Regions from separate parts of the Mus musculus genome. Here all the other regions are linked to region 1. Evidence: chromatin contacts called from public promoter capture Hi-C data. All regions are on one chromosome and are shown on one strand. Each heading gives the region's core, a stretch centred on a gene start, on an enhancer-like site or on the middle of the called end of the contact. The rest is flanking DNA. Distances are from core to core; before and after follow the strand shown.

Region 1 (3,658 bases), core at 438-2,937:
CAAGTTTTCATGCCCCATAGAAGCATGTTAGCATGTATGTCCATGGTTTTACTAACACACCAGTTCAATTCAGGTGGATCTGTGAATGATGGATAACATACATTTTTAGACTAGTGACAAATTCAGTGGTGCTTGGTTTGCCAATTAGCTATTATTATTCCTGTGTCTTCAGTATTGTTCCTATAAGGAACCATTTCAACCCAGAGATACCTTTATGACTTTTAGCCTGCAATGGGGAAAACTAGATGAAGGTCCATCTCCTGAAGGGCATAAAGGTCCACCATCTGTGACTGCCTAGTAGTAAGGCTTCCACCAGTGTGGCTACCAGGTGAATCTCATATCTGCAGTATGCTGTGAGAATGAACATCAGGCCATGAACATGTCTTTATCTAGACATCGATCCCATGTGCAGACACCTGCAGGGGTAAGGTTGTGGGGAGGGGTGGTAGGATGCTATACTAAGTAAGACTCCATTTCCTTTTAAATAGCATCTGATGTTTATTCAACGTGAGGAAAAGGCTTCTGTACAGGTAGAGCAGACAAGAAGGAAAGAGCACAGGGGCTACTGTGTTGGAAAAGGCATACACATCAGAGAAAGAGCTGCAAGCTGGTTTCTCAGGAAAACCAGCTAGTCCACAAGACAAAATGGGAGACAGCAGGTTTCTGGGAGCAGGGAGGGGAAGGGTCCCGCTGAAGGTGAATCAATGTCCATGGGCCGTGGGCAGCCCAGGTACCTCCCAGGTGAGTCCGGGTCAGTTAAGGGCAGCAGCCAGTCCACATATGGGTTGTGCAGGGGCTTGAAATGGCAGCATCAGCGCAGGCCTTATGGGCAGAAGCTTGCAGACTGTCCACTGGGTAGGAGGTAATGAAATGCTCTGGCGGCGAGTGATCTGCCCACTAAACGACAGGAGCTCATCTTGTAGCTGGAAACCAGACAGTGTTCAAATGTGACTGGGATGGGCTGAGCTGTCAGCTCTGGGAGGCCTTGTGCTCCAAGAGCCAGGCCCAGCAGAGACAGCAGCAGGAGACTGGGGAGCTATTCCTGGAACAAAGGCTAGGACACAGGAAGGGACAGGGGCATTCATGCTTGATTGGGGAGCTGGGGGTGGGGTGGGATGGCAGAGGCGGGGGGAGGGGGTGGGCAGTGGACAAAAATCGCGATGGGGGGTGGGGTAGCAGCTCACCCTCTTGTAGCCCCTGCCCCAGGCCAGGCTTGCCAGAGGCCTAGAAGTCCTCATCCTCCTCCCACCCGAACTCCTCCTTCATCTCATTCAGGAAGCCGGAGTAATTGTTGAGCATGGGGCTGTCTGTCTGGAGATAGCGCATAGCCCACTGCAGGGCCCGGCCCTTGAGGCGGGTGATGAGGAACATCACCTTGCGTTTGTCGGTGTCGAAGGTCTTCTCATCTACTAACATGTAGGACAGGGTCTGCACGATGAACTCCGGGAGCTTCTCCATCTCGCCATCAAACAGCTCAGGAAATGGGATGGGGTTCTGCCAACGGCCTTTACGCAGCTCGGGCCAGGCCATGAGGGCCATAATCAACTTAATCCGGCGGTCCATGGCGGCGAGGTCTCCTTGCTTGGCTTGTCAATAAGTGGACTGGATCTCTGCCTGGTCGGGGGGGCGCTCTTCTAAGGGTCTGCTTCTCTTTGCTGCGTCAGCTGAGCACGCAGCTTGTCACTTCCTAGGCTTAGCTGAAAGTGCAGAGGAGGGGAGGCGGGGCCTGTGCTAGGGTGCCTGTGGGTGGGACCCAAGCTTGTCTGCAGAGCCCATGCCACAGGGTCTAAAAACCTTGGTTGTCGCCTTTGTGTAGGCATAGCTCTGGGCCGAAGAGAATGCTTCAGGGGTGTTTTTTGTTGTTATTGTTGTTGTTGCTGTTATTTTGTTTTGTTTTCACATAAGCACAGCCAGGATGCAAAGCACAGGGAAGAGTCCTGATTGTACCTATGCGCTCATGAGGAAGGCTCAGAGAGTCTAGGAGGATGCTGGACTCCTAGCGGGTTTTTTTTTTTTTTTTTTTTTTTTGGTGCTGGTGCAATTCCCTGTCACTGTAGAATAAGAGAGAGATTATGGAGTTCGCCCATCCAAACCCCCTCCCTCTCCAGCTGCTTTCTTTTCCTTCCCGGATCCTAGGATGTGGACACCCTAGAGAGCTAGCTGCTCAGTGGCCACAGTTGCCTGCCTCTCACTGTCTGTGTGAGAAGGACTAGCTCTCATGTTGAGAGGCTGTTTTTGTAGTCAATAGCAACTCCTGAAATACTAAGGAGAAGACTACAGAGCTGCCCTTTCAGAGAAGGATGCACAGTGAGCGCGCAGTATCTGGAGAGTTACAGGTCAAAGAACCCCTAACTGTGATGCATTAGGGTACCAAGAGATGGAAATTTATGTAGAATGTCTACAAAGACTGGTGGGAAGAGCTTACACAGAGCTACATGATACAAGGCAGTGTACAAAAATAGAAGGGGAAAAAAGGTTTTTCCAAATTTGGAGAGAAGGGGAGGTTGTGTGACTGTACGCCTTTTGTATGATCCCAGTTGTCAGGGAAAATACATAGTTAATATAAATTCCTCAGCATCTTCCTTTGTACAGAAAATTACGTGGTACATGCCGTGATTTACTTAAAACCCTATCTGCCAGGCTATTGAAGCAGGGCATAGGTAGAAACCATAAGAATCATAAACTGGGAATTAATTTTGAATGCTTAAGGTCAGAGAAGATAAGAGCAGTCAAACAGATGGAAAGAGACCCCTCTGCTGAAAGAGGATGGCTCAGCCTCACAAGCCTGGTCATTTCCCTGAGGTAAGGAGAATATGGGGTTGTGAATTTCCTGACCACCTGCAGAGTTGCGAATGATACCCCAGCAGCTAATGTCCCATACCAACCAGGTGACTGCAGAAATCTTCCTCTCTCTGTAGGTGTGTCCTCCTTAGCCAGGGCCACAGTGACCTTTTAAATGCTAATGGGAAACTTCTCCTCTGCCCCTGACTCTGTCCTCTGAAGGCAAATATTTCACAGGCCATAGTAATGTGCAGTGCTCTAGATACTGCAATGCAACCTTCACCACTCTGTAGTTCAAAGGAAGCTGGCCTTTGTGCTTGTGCTTGGCTGCTTTCATGTCAGCAGGACACTCCTGGTGCTTAAAGCTCTGCTCAGTGGGAGGCAGTTAGAGGAGGACATGAAAGTGGCTACCTCAGGGTGAGCTAAGGTTCTGCCTTTATCCTAAGGAACAGCAGGGACCTTGCTCTCCTCAGAATCCTGTGAAGACATACCCTGTGACAGGGCAGGGGGGAGGGGAGTGCAAGGCAGGAAGAGGGTGTGCAGGACAACCTAGCTACCCTGGCAGGCTCCTCTCAGACATGCAGCATCGACAACTGTGAAGAATAACATCTCAGCTACCCTGTCTGGGCTAGGTTCTAGTGGCAGCCCAAGCCTACTAACACACTGCAGTTGTTTATGAGCATTTCTATTAAAAATATAAAGGAAGGGGCAAAGTGTCCACACTTTGGTCTTCGTTCTCTTGAGTTTAATGTGTTTAGGAAATTGTATCTTATATCTTGGGTATCCTAAGTTTCTGGGCTAATATCCACTTATCAGTGAGTACATATTGTGAGAGATCCTTTGTGATTGAGTTACCTCACTCAGCATGATGCCCTCC
Region 2 (3,532 bases), core at 72-2,571, 170 kb before region 1:
GTCAGAGAACAACTTGCAGAAATTGATTTTCTCCTACTTTTTGCATACTAGGGATCAAACTAAGGTCTTTAGGCTTGGCACTAAGCACCTCTACAAGGTGAGCCATCTTGATATCCCGAATTCTACCACCCTGGATGGGTGCAGAAGAAAATGGCTTTAATTATTTTATTTTATTTTATTTTATTTTATTTATTGGGGGGGGGCACATTTCACTCACTGCTGCACAGACCTGGCAGCCATAAAGAGAACTTTACAAGAATTGGTTCTCTCCTTCTACATCATGGATTCAGGAACTCCAGCTCAGTCCATCAGGTTTGGTGGCAAGTACCTTTCTCTGGCCCCTCAGCCATTTCACTACCATGTTGAAAAATATAACACCAAATGGTTTAATTATTTTATTTTCTGTGTGTTTGTATGTGAATACAAGAGCACAATGACAACAGTGTAGAGGTCAAAGGACAATTTGCAGAAATCAGTGATCAATTTCTGGAGTTCTGTACTCAAAGTCAGATTTAGTGGCAAACCCCTTTACCCACTGAAGCATCCTGCTGTAATTCTACCTTGAATGCATACAATAAAGTTGTCTGTTTTTAAATTACACTTGTTTGTTGGAGTGTGGGGAGGTGGAATATGCACACATATCATGGCACACACAAGAAATAAGGTCAAAGAACTGGAGGAAGTGGGTGGGCGGGTTGGGGAGCACCATCACATAGAGGCAGAGAGAGGGGGGATAAGGGGGTTGTGGAGGGGAAACTGGGGAAGGAGATAACATTTGAAATGTAAATAAATAAAAACAAATTTATAAAATGGGGGGGGGGAGAACTGGAGGAAATCAGTTCTCTCCAGGGTGTAGGTTCCAGGCATGTTTGGCTGCAAGTCTGTATCAGCTGAACCATAGGATATGCGGGAGTGAGGTTGGGGGAGGGGTGTGTGCAGCGGAGGAACATTAACTGGGCTGCTCTTTACAAGAACATGGGAGTTATGGGATTATGTGGAGTCTAGTGATTATCTTTCATTGCTTTACTCAAATATTAGGACAAACGCAAAAATCTTGAAGCTGATAAATTAGAATAGAGCCCTCCCACAGCAGGAGGGCCTGAAAAGCAGCTTTAACACTCAACAGAATGCATGAGCGTGAGAGAGGCGCTAAGATCTTTGCTACTACTCTTCATCCTCCACTTGGTGGCGTACCTGCACATCTTACGTACGTCTGCCTTACTCTGCTTTTGCCCTTTCCCCCACCCCACCCAGCCCTCCTGCTGGGCTGGGACTCAACCTTTTAGCTCCTCCCAGCTCCGCCTACCTGCCCTTTTTGCCTCATGTTTGGAGCTCGCTGGCTCTGCCTCCCTCGAAGGTTTCTCCGGGTCCTCCTTACTTAAAGCTCAAAACGGCGCAGGACATAGGACAATGTTCACAGTTCTATGGACTTTCTGCAATAGAGACTTAGAGTGCAAGACCGAGAAACTATGGCCAACAACAATCTGAACCGCCCGCTCAACACTAATGTGGCTGATTCTTCCAACTCCAGCTCAACACCTGGCACTGCTCCACCACCATCTTCCAGCGACCCCCAAGTGCTCGGCCACCAGGCTCCCAGTTCCAGTGCCTCCAGCCTCACCGAGGACTGCTCGTCCAGTTTTGCGAGAGACCTGAACAGCTACAATAATGGTCAGTCGGGGGCAACTGGTGCGGTGTCCTGGGAAGCTCCCCATGAGCCCTCAGAGGCTAACGCGGTGTCGCAGATCCACCCGCGGAATGGCGAACATAGCCTGCAGCAGAAGCCTAAGCCACAGAAGGTGAGCGGCTCGAGCTCCCTGGCCACTTCTGAGCGCTATAAGACTGAGCTATGTCGGCCCTTTGAGGAAAGCGGCATTTGCAAGTATGGCCACAAGTGCCAGTTCGCGCATGGCTACCGCGAACTGCGTACCCTGTCAAGGCACCCCAAGTACAAGACGGAGCCTTGCCGCACCTTCCACAGCGTTGGCTTTTGCCCCTATGGCACTCGCTGTCACTTCATTCACAACCAGCCCGAGCAGCAACCTGTGCTTTCCGAGAGCACCTTGGAGGAGCCCAGCTCCTTCAATGGCTCCAATGTGCTGCATTTGGGCGTTAACGGGGAGCAGCAGCCCGGACTGCAGAGTGACAGCCCTTCGGGCTTCCTGTCGGTCAACAGTCAAGCCCTCCAGGCACCTCTGCAGCTCAACCAGCAGGCGTTGAGCTCAGGCGGGGTTATGCCCTCATCACACCCTGCAGCCGCCAACCTCCGGATGATGTGCTGCAGAACATCATCCTCTACCACAGCCCACGACGCTGACAAAGACCCCGACAAAGATGCTGACAAAGACCCGAGCAACAACTCAGCCAACGATGCCCTCGCCTTCCCCCAGGAGCCAGGTGACTTCTCTCCTGTGGCATTCCAGAACCCTAACACTGCTACCACGACTCCCACTGCCTTCTACAACAACCAGCAGCAGATGGGCCTGGCAGCTTCCGCGCAGTTCCAGATGCCCCTTGCCAGGCCTCTGCCTTCAGCCACCATCTTTGGCCAGGCCAGTGTTGGTCCTGCCCTTACTCCTGGTGCTGCCATGGCTCCTGGAGCTGCCCTTGCTCCTGCGGCAGCCCTCACTCCTGCGGCAGCCCTTGCTCCTGGGGCGGCCATGGCTCTTGGAGCTGCCATGGCTACTGGGGCTGCCATGGCTACTGGAGCTGCCCTCACTCCTGGGGCAGCCCTCGCTCTTGGAGCTGCCATGGCTGCTGGGGCGGCCCTTGCTCCTGGAGCTGCCATGGCTCCTGGGGCTGCCATGGCTACTGGAGCGGCCCTCGCTTTTGGGGCTGCCATGGCTACTGGGACTACCCTCACTCCTGGGGCTGCCATGGCTCTTGGTGCTGCCATGGCTACTGGAGCTGCCCTCGCTCCTGGGGCAGCAGTGGCTCCTAGGGCGGCCCTTGCTCCTAGGGCTGCATTTGCTCCTGGGGCGGCGGCCCTCGCTCCTAGGGCTGCCCTCCCTCCTGGAGCGGCCCTCACTCCTGGGGCTGCACTTGCTCCTGGGGCGGCCCTCGCTCCTAGGGCTGCCCTCCCTCCTGGGGCTACCCTCCGTCCTGGGGCGGCCCTCATTCCTAGGGCGGCCCTTGCTCCTGGGGCTGCCCTCGCCCCTGGAGCGGCCCTCACTCCTGGGGCTGCACTTGCTCCTGGGGCGACCCTTGCTCCTAGGGCAGCTCTCGCTCCTGGGGCTGCCCTTGCTCCCAGAATTACCATCACTTCCAGGGCTGCCATCACTCCGGGAGTTGCTATTGCTCCAGGAGTTGCCACAGCCTCTACCGGCATATTGGCTCCAGGTGCTGCAACTGCCACTGTGGGCAATACATCCTCGACTACTATCACTGCTGCCACCGCTGCAGAGGGTGCCGCACCACACTTCACCTTCCAACTGCCAGATGTCGAGTCGGAGTCTGAGTCTGAGTCGCTAGAGTTCGACGTGGTCACCAGCACCCTGGATTCCCTGTTGGTCAGTGATGACGAAGATGAAGA
Region 3 (3,455 bases), core at 372-2,871, 240 kb after region 1:
AACTGAAGCTCCTTCCTCTGTGATAACTCCAGCTGTGTCAAGTTGACACAAAACTAGCCAGTACATATACGAATGTATTGTAGAAGGGGCACGATGCTGGAAGCAATGGCCTCTTCTGAGGGAATAGGACATGGTTACCTATATCAGGAAGAATTGCAAAACAGAATTAGCAGTGTTCTTTGCTAGTAGAATAGGGGTCAACAGTTTTTATGAAAGCGTCTGGTGGATTTAGTGGTACATGCCTGTAATCCCAGCATGATAGGAGGATCACTGCAAGTTAGAACCATCTTGGCCTCCATAACGTGTGTCAGACCAGCTAGCGCTATAGTCAGGCCACGTTTCAGACAAACAAATAAGACATGTCGTTCTTATGGAAGATTCTGAAAGGTTAGTTGGGAAAGTGACATTTCCCCTGGATCCTGAAAGATAGGTGTTCAAAAGACAGATAAGAGCATTGCACAAAGTCTGTGAGTAAAGGTCTCAGAGCCTAGGGCCCAAGTGATATCTACTGTTATAGACCCATTGATTAAGAGTAATGAGGAAGGTTTTGGGTCTTATACTTGTGCAGAGGGTACCCTTGGACCGTATTGTTCCTTTTTGAACATAATTAAGTTTGAATTTTGAAGTGTTTTCCATTTCATTTACTTTTCTTTTTTGAGACAGGGTTTCTCTATCCTGGCTGTCTTGTGTCCAGCACACTGGGTCTTGCTAGGTAGGCCAGGCTGCTGAGATATGAAGTCCTTGGGGTCTTTGGGACTTTGCCCCTTTGGTGCTTGACTTAACAGTTGTCCATTGTTCCTAGCCGAAAAGTCTTTTCTCTCTCATTTGTTGTTTGCTTGGTGTTGAGATGGGGTCTCATATATAAGCAGGCTGGCCTCAGTCTCAAAGATCTACTGCTTCCCCTTCTAAGTGCTAGGATTAAAGCCCTGTAGCAGCATACCTGCCTGAAAGACTCTAAGAATAGAGTACAGACCTGAGAATAGAGATTTCCCCTTTAAAAGTCAATTGTTATTTTGTAACTCAAATTTGTCTTAACTCAGGATCCTCCTGCCTCAGCCTTTGAATACTGGGATTATAGTCTTGTTCTACCATGCCAGGCTTGAAAAGCTTTAAGTAGAACAGCAGGGTCACCTATACCTTAGACTGAGCCAACTGGATTGCTGTCTGGGCAATAGTTTAGACAAAGTAACAGTAGAAAGAATGAATCCAAATAGGAAGCTACTGTAGCAGCATGAACAAATCCTGAACAGTCTGCTTTGCGCCGATGATAGAGTGGAGAAAGAGAGCTAGTGCTTAATACAGAGTCTCAGAGGAAGAGTCACAAGCCTTGGGTATTCATTGTATGGAATGCATTCTGAGTTGGGGAGAGGAGTGAATGAGGCAGACGTCAAAGGTCACCACCAAATGAGTGCAAAGAGATTGCACTCAGAGAAAGCCTCTAATCCTCTGGGGGCGGGTGAGGGGGGCGGAGGAAAAGGAGGGGCGGCCAGAGGACAAAGGAAGTAGTTTGAAGCATAGAGAAGGAAGAAACCCCAGAAGCCAGGTGGCAACACAGAAGCCCCGCCCCCGGCTAGACCCCGCCCCGGGCCCGCCTTTCCTTCCTCTTCTCACCCACCCCCCAGTTGCGACTCATCCTCCTGGGCGGGGAGAGGTGGCAGTCGAGTCCTCCCATATCCCAGCAGGCAGTGCAGTCTGGAGACTCTGACAAAGGAGCAGGGAGCAGTCGCAGCTGCTTTCCGAGGAGCCAGTGTTGCTGAGGTGAGAGTCCCTCAATGTCCCGTCACCCACTTTCTCTGACTTGCGGGGAAGACATGGAACTTACATGGCTGAGACCTCCCCCTCCGGTGTAGACAATGCCAGTACCCGTAGCCAGAGCTTGGCTCTGTGACTGACAGCAGGGCTGTTCAGTGCCGGGCTAAGGTGGGTGGCGGGGACCGGGCAGCGGGTCCACCGTTCTTGGACTGTTGGTGGCCCTTCTGCAGGGTCTCCAGGGCCAGCAGAGTTGTGTAGCTACCCCTGCCTAGACGAAGGCAGCCTCCGAAACCTCCCGCTGCCTGCCCGACAAGAGTTCAGTTGCCTTGGGGATGCAGCTCTAGGGACAACTCTTTGGCGGACATTGCCTGGAGGGCTGTGGGAGGGAAGTCAGTCGACTACCTAGTTTGGGATGACCCTGTCCTCGCCCTTCCTGCAGTTCAGCCGTTCCCCCCCGCGAGCAACTGGACGGAAACGGGGCGGGGGGCGACCGGAGCCAGGCGTCCCAGGATGGCTTTGCCTGAAGGGGCATGAAGGAAAGTAGAGAGACTGGGAGGGAGGGTGGTTGGTGGTCGAAGCAAGTATCTTCTTGGAATTACATAGGGGAGAAAGGAGGTAAGTGGCCTGTATCCTTACCCCTCCCTGGACCTCTGCACAGATCCTGATGGTTGCACCAGCTGCTCAGCTGTAAACAGGCTCACATGACCAGTTTCACATGGAGCCGGGTAGTGTGGAGATAGGGCTGTAAAGGCTGGGCCCCAAGCAGGTGGGGCTGGTCTTAGGCAGGAAGGTTTTAGCCCCTCCCTAGACCTCAGCCCTTAATCTTCTGCTGTTTCCCTCTGGGGAAAGTAACTGACATTTGTCTTTCTCTCACTGAAGTAGCATTGCTGTGCTAGTAGAATGGAAGGAAAGTTCACTTGGGAAAGCCACAGGGCAAGTAAGAAGTGCAAAGGGTCCTAGTATTTTGTCCTTTAAGGACATTTTAAGAGAAAGTAACCCTGAAAAAAAGTTCAAGTTCCTAAATTTTGCCTAAAAGGCAGTCCTGTTCTATTGGAACACTTTTTGTTTTTAATGTGAATTCCAGACAGGAGAAAGTCTACTCTTTTCGGGAAAGGCACACATGGGATTTAATACATTCTTAGTGACGAAAATCTTGTCCACACTTCCTGTAAGTATTAGGAAAGCTCTTTGTGTATAAAATACTACAGTCAGGAAATTGAGTAAGGAGTAGACAGCCAGCTTTTCAATTACACGTATATTTCATATATTTGGTATAGATCGGTGGTAAGTTTGGAGAACAGGAAACATGGCCAAATGTGTCTTTAAAATTTTTCAGTCCGTATTCTCAAACAGGATGTGAGATTAAACTGGTTTTTGAGGGATATGTAGAACTCACAGTGCAATAGAGGTTTCCTGCCGTGCCAGGACACTTGAAATTTTCGAATTTTTCAAATTTAAAGGGGGTTTTGGTAGACCCCCTTTACATGTAGTACACACTTGAGTGTAATGTGCAATATTCTATAGTAGAGTACTAATAGGCAAAGGCATGTTTAGTCTCAGATATTTTATATTTTTTCTCATAGAGGATTTACATGCAAATTCACCATCTGAAAACATAAAACAAACTACAAAAGCCATCCCATTCCTTCCTTAAGCCTAATAAAGACACTCACTGGGCTGAATGTATTGGCATAGCCCTTTAA

The links. Promoter capture Hi-C pulls out the DNA fragments that hold promoters and counts their contacts. Capture Hi-C pulls out chosen DNA fragments and counts their contacts.
Region 2: a contact with region 1 is called in a promoter capture Hi-C map of embryonic stem cells, with 13 read pairs. The contact joins the promoter of Zfp36l3 here to the promoter of Rtl8c in region 1. A contact is called at or near these places in 3 of 39 promoter capture datasets (cranial neural crest, embryonic stem cells and frontonasal cranial neural crest), 1 of 15 datasets of contacts at CTCF or cohesin (embryonic stem cells), 1 of 484 Hi-C or Micro-C datasets (embryonic stem cells) and 1 of 9 other capture datasets (adipose tissue).
Region 3: a contact with region 1 is called in a promoter capture Hi-C map of pancreatic islet. The contact joins the promoter of Mospd1 here to the promoter of Rtl8c in region 1. A contact is called at or near these places in 3 of 39 promoter capture datasets (cranial neural crest, liver and pre-B cells) and 1 of 9 other capture datasets (pancreatic islet).

The regions. Positions count from the first base shown.
Region 1 is chrX:53,605,951-53,609,608 of GRCm38.p6, reverse strand. Rtl8c (retrotransposon Gag like 8C) reads right to left here and starts at 1,687. Exons shown (of 2, transcript NM_028375.3): 1 at 1,185-1,687; 2 at 474-923. The coding sequence starts at 1,563. The coding sequence ends at 1,225.
Region 2 is chrX:53,774,183-53,777,714 of GRCm38.p6, reverse strand. Zfp36l3 (zinc finger protein 36, C3H type-like 3) reads left to right here and starts at 1,321. Exons shown (of 2, transcript NM_001009549.2): 1 at 1,321-3,532. The coding sequence starts at 1,470. It also overlaps a transcript of Xlr not described here.
Region 3 is chrX:53,368,725-53,372,179 of GRCm38.p6, reverse strand. Mospd1 (motile sperm domain containing 1) reads left to right here and starts at 1,621. Exons shown (of 6, transcript NM_001290514.1): 1 at 1,621-1,758.